Linked DNA regions of Mus musculus: region 1 is linked to region 2. Evidence: chromatin contacts called from public Hi-C data. All regions are on one chromosome and are shown on one strand. Each heading gives the region's core, a stretch centred on a gene start, on an enhancer-like site or on the middle of the called end of the contact. The rest is flanking DNA. Distances are from core to core; before and after follow the strand shown.

Region 1 (2,700 bases), core at 99-2,598, 560 kb after region 2:
ATCCTGCTAGATTACAATCGCCAGCAAATGTATCTTTCTCAATGTCAATGGTCCACTGTTGGCCTGCCATAATTGCTTGTTAAGTTTCCGTTGTGTCCGCAGACACAGGCCTGCCTGCTGTGGTGCATCTCTGCTTGCCCCTTCTGCATCCCTGCAGGCAGCACACAACAGATCAGAGAGGTTTGAAAGCCAATCAGCATTTCACACCTGAGCTGCTGCCTCTTCCATCTTCTGAACGGCTCTGGAGTCAAACATGACTTGTCTGCCTCTCCTCTCACAGTCCTGGTAAACTAGCAGGCGGATGTCACTCAAGCCAAACTCCGAACACGACCAACTGTGGATTCAAAAGAGAGAGAAGCTGGATTATCTGCAACGCTTGGTGTGACCATGGCAAATAAATACAATTCCCAGCCAGCGTGCTCGGAAACTGGCTGCACAAATGCTGACAATTCTTGTGCCAACGGTGGCGAGGCTGCCCTAATAATAAATCGCTGGAGAGAAAGCACTGCCTTCTGTAGTCAGTTTGAAATCAAATGGCAGAAAGAAGTTGCAAGGACACACAAGAGAGGGCTAAGTGGGATGCCTGGGTTCTGGGGAGAGCACCCCAGTTAAAGGAGCGCCTGTGCCTCTGTGGCAGCCATCCCCTCAGGGGGAGCTGGCAGCCGTTCCACAGTGTAAGGTTACCCCTAGCACGTCTGGCTTGATACTGTGGCGCTGAGACCAAACGCATTTGCTAGCCATGATGCTTAGCAAAAAGGGAAACACAGTTTGCTCCCAAGCAAAGGATGTTAAGAAGAAAATACAGGTGTATGTTGCAGTAAAGAATTCGATCGGAAAGCAGGAACTAGAGAACTATTTACAGAGTGTGCTTTCAGCACAGCCTTGGCAATCCATTCAACACAAATTTAGTCTGCATTGTATTCAAGGCTCTGTAGCAGGTGCAAGGGAATCAATAATTAATCAAACCTGCCCTCATGAAGTTCAAGGCTTAATAGGGATATTACTAACCTAATACTTACATATAAATATATAACTACAAACTGTCTGAAGGTCAAAAGGGAAACTAAAGGATACAAAAGAGTCTCAGAGCCTGGCATAGTGACTGACGTCTATAAGCTCAGTCCTCAGGAGTCTAAGGCTGCAGAAGCAGACCATCCTGGTTACACAGCAAGACCTAGACTCCAAAACAGCGAGATTTAAGGAGAGAGGCACAGAAGTCACTGAGGACTTAAATCAACTTTTAAACCAGACGTGAAGAGTGACCGACCAGTTGACGTGAACACCACGAAGCAGCAGAGTGCAGCACAGGAAAGGGAGGGAGGAAAGGCAGGGAGAGCTGCCCTATGAGGTCAGCGAGCTGGGGGATGGGACCGAAGCAGGCCCAGACAGGATAAACTCTGAACACAAAGAGCAGCCAAGGAAAGCAGATGGTTGATAAGATCAGATAGCTGACTGCCCTAAGAAAAGCAGACCCATGGGAGTGGACTGCACAGAGAGCCAGGCCCCTCACGCTGCCTGCTACAGGCTGCAGTGACAGCCGCAGAGGTAGAGAAGAGACAGCTTAGAGCAGAGTCTAAAAGACGCACCTGAAGCAGAAGGCTGCCAACTACTCAGGAGGACTCTGCTATAGGATCCAGGGAGGACACGGAAGCGATGGGTGAGAAATGGACAGGCGGATAAAGGAGAGAACACTGAAAACCTTCACAGTAGACCCTGTGAATACAGTCAGGGACAGCCGGATTCAAACCCCAAGGCTTTCCCCTTCCACTTTGCCACTGGATTATCAATGTACAACTGCTGACCTCACAAACTTGCTTTGTGGATTAAGTAGAATACGTAAAGGGCTTCACCCAAGCTTGCCATACACACAAGCTCCAGAAGCTATGCGTGCGCTCCCTCCCAGGACTGAGAAGGCCAGTTTCTGTGAGAAGCTGAGTGCCTTTGGTCCTTCCCCGGTTCAAGCAATGGTAGTTAATATGAAGCACGTTAACTTCAAATTAACTGAAGGCAGCAGATTTATTCTCTTAAACCTCAGACGCAAAGAAGAAAGAAAGTAAATTCTAGTCGTTCCTTCTATCACCAGTGTGTTGTCCATGTCGTGCCTGGCGTCCTTTGCACAATGGCAAAGTTTATTTTGGAAACTATTTTCCTCTGCCCTTAGGCCAGAGGCAGCCAGTGTTCAAGGTGTGACCGATGAGACATGCCACATGACCCCAAGCTGACGGACAGGCGGAAGCCACCCCACACTTACAGCCAAGCCTACACATCATGACCCCAGGAGCGACCAAGTTACTGTGCAGAAAAGAAGAAGTGCAGTAGAATGAGAAGAGCCTGCTAGCGCTCAGCCCAGCTATCCCTATATGAATGCAATATTCCTGTAGAGATGTCTGTCAAAACCAGGTCTGATGACTAGGACCTACACTGCCGAATTTTAAATGTATACAAGGCCATTAAAACTCGTTCTGGCTGGGTGCGGCGTATATGCCAACACAGAGGCTGGCAGATGTCTGTGAGTTCCAGGCCATCCTGGTCTACACAGTGACCTCTAGGACAGCCAGGGCTACATCATAGAGAGACCCTGTCTCAAAAACAAAACAAAACAAACCCAAAACAAGAAAACTTCCCACTGAAATGTATGTTAAAGCCACAAAGGCTGCGGAGTTGGACAGATGGCTCAGTGGTTAAGAGCACTGACTGCTC
Region 2 (2,700 bases), core at 93-2,592:
CCCAGCTTCCTAAAGCCAGTCTTCTCCTGTTTGCCTTTGTAACAAGACGTAGAACTCTCTGATCCACCTGTGTCAAGCCTGCCTGGACACTGCCATACTCCAGCCCTGATAATAATGGACTGAATCTCTGAACCTGTAAGCCAGCCCCAATTAAATGTTGTCCTTATAAGAGTTGCCTTGAACATGGTGTCTGTTCATAGCACTAAAACCCTAAGGCAATCACTTATTGAAAAGGTTGGGTTTTACACACTTACTAAGACTTTGACATGTTTTCTTAAGGCCCTGGTACTTTTGTTCCACTGTGATAAATTACAAGCAAGCTCCCTGCCCTTGCTTGCATGTCTTTACTCTGAAATTGCTAGTAGTGAATAAGGAAGCTGTTTTGACCTTCAAATGTCTCAAATTTGTGAACTTGGGTGGGTTATGCAGCTTTTTGGGACTCAGTTTTCTCATCTTGTAAATGGATAAGTGGCACCCATCTTGTATTTAGAGAATCACATTACAGAGTACATAATTAGTTGGGCTCAGTTCCTGACATTATCAGCTCCCATATGCTCAAGAAGCAATGAACCCCAGCCCTGCCCAGGCAGGGCCATAAGACAATCATACACTACAGAGCCTCCTTCTTGGACACAGGGAAATGCAACTGTAAAGACCAGGGATTAGTTTATATACTGCAGAAAAAAAATGTTTCTACAACCTTGCCCCTGACTTGTCTCATAGAAACTTAGTGTGACTCGCCCTCTCCCTGTCCCTTCAGCTCCTAAGTGACCCTGCATCAGTCCCAGAATGTATGAGAGGTTTGTTTGTTTGGGTTGGGGGGGAGTGGTGTTTGTTGTTTGTTTGTTTGTTTGTTTTGTTATCATTACTTGTACTCCACACCATCAAACAGCTTCCTGTTCATTGAGCCTTCGCTGTTTCACAAATACTAAACTCCAGAAACCAATGTCCTCTTGTGCATCTCAAGAACAGGCCTGGACACATGGTCTTGTAGATGGGGGGAACAACCCAGCATCCCTGGAGTCAACTTTATTTAAGGCAATTCAGACATTGCTGAGGCAGGGCAATGTCTCCTGTTGAACACTAGAGGGTAGTCTTTACCTTTCTGTGCAAAGTGCTTAGCCAGCAACCATGGATTTTCAAACCTGACATCACAGAGAAACACCATGCACATGCATGCCAAATCTACATCACTTACACAACAATTCTACACAACTAACATATATTTATATGTATCTGTGTGCAAGAAACAAACAATACCCATTAATACAAGCAAGCACAGAGATGTACAAACACACACATAGCCAAAGACATAAAAGTAAACACATTCTACAGACACTTAACTCACATCTGTACTCTGGGATGCTGTTTTTTACAACAAGGGACTGGAAGTCTGAGAGCTCATATATTCTGCATCATAATAGATCATAAAGTCAAGCCTCAAGTAAGACCGCATTGTTACAGAAACCATTATTACAGAAAAGCAAAATTATTACTTATCTTTATCCTAGCCATCTGAAGAGTACAACCAGCAAGCATGACTAATGCCAACATTAACAGACCAATAAATACATACTGGTTTTGCCAATGCAGTGTGAATTAAAGAGATGGTAGCAAATGAAACTCTAGTTTACACTTGAGCCCACTAAAAACAAAATTATATTTTCTTAACCAATGTTGTATAGCAGTGTCCTCTGAGGAAAAAACCCTACATCTTGGAGGAAAGCTTCTTAAGATATGAGATGCTTTCAAGGGAGAGAAACATTCTGTCCTGCAGATAAGCTTCTTGATCCAAGAAGTAAATAAGGTAAAGACTTCCAGGAAGTTCCTGAAACTGAACAGATTCACTGGCAGGTCTCTCATAAGCAGTAAGGATTGTTGAGAGACACTCTCGGAGAACCTGAGCTGCCTGGAAAGAGGCTCAGATCAGTTTATCTGCCTAAAAGAGACACTCCCCAGCCTGTTGAGCTGCCTGTAAGATGATCAGTGTTCCCCAGGTTTCTAGCTTTTGTGAGTGGTCACTCATGCTGGGCTGGGCTAGATGCAGCTTTGTTTACATCATTTCTGCTCCTATAAATAACCCTTTACCCATATTCCTATAACTAACATAAATAAAACCCACTGGCTCACCAAGCTGGACTTTGGTAGTATCCATATTTTGATATATCATCTGTTCCTTACCCATCATCAGTTCATGTCTCCCAGGAAAAGTGATATACAAAAACCAAAAATAATTTATGAGTACTTGAATGCAGATGGGGAAAGAAGACAGAACATTTTGCCTGTCCAGAGAATTGTCCAGAACACTTCTTTTAGGAACCCATCCACTTAGAATCCTCCTGCCTCTGCCTCTTCAGCGTATCCTATCAGTGGACCATCACAACGAGCAGAAACAAACAGCTCACAGTGGAGGCTCAGGGATATTTTGGAAGAACTAGCAGAGAGATTGTGAGACCAGAGAGTTTTCTCTGAGTGGTGTCTCCTAGGAATGAATGGCAGAAGCTCTGCCCATAAAATCCATCAATATGGCTGCCTAACCCTGAGCTGAACAAGAACCAAATCAACAGATAATGCCAAAGTAGATGGGGAAAGCCCAGAAGACCTCAACCCTACACAAAGTTCTACAGACAACTAAGGACCACTTGGAGTGGGAGAAACAGTCTTCCTCAGAGAGAGCACAATGATTGGTTGTTCAAATCC

The links. A called contact is a pair of places that touch in the nucleus more often than the background predicts.
Region 1: a contact with region 2 is called in a Hi-C map of the N1E-115 cell line, with 6 times the contacts expected there. The contact joins two enhancer-like sites. A contact is called at or near these places in 1 of 15 datasets of contacts at CTCF or cohesin (large pre-B cells), 5 of 484 Hi-C or Micro-C datasets (the HPC-7 cell line, the N1E-115 cell line, cerebellum and 2 more) and 2 of 115 datasets of contacts at active chromatin or transcription factors (astrocytes and cardiomyocytes).

What each region holds. Positions count from the first base shown.
Region 1 is chr3:79,517,858-79,520,557 of GRCm38.p6, forward strand. Fnip2 (folliculin interacting protein 2) reads right to left here. Exons shown (of 17, transcript NM_001162999.2): 2 at 208-334. Among named protein-coding and RNA genes, the nearest start is that of Gm36442, 7.1 kb to the left of the region's middle. Within about 2 kb of position 1,349, at least 118 of the 459 cell types and tissues checked have an H3K27ac peak or open chromatin away from gene starts, as enhancers often do. A contact at or near this core is called in the N1E-115 cell line, where this site is marked.
Region 2 is chr3:78,957,914-78,960,613 of GRCm38.p6, forward strand. No RefSeq gene overlaps it. Among named protein-coding and RNA genes, the nearest start is that of Gm23440, 21 kb to the right of the region's middle. Within about 2 kb of position 1,343, at least 6 of the 459 cell types and tissues checked have an H3K27ac peak or open chromatin away from gene starts, as enhancers often do. A contact at or near this core is called in the N1E-115 cell line, where this site is marked.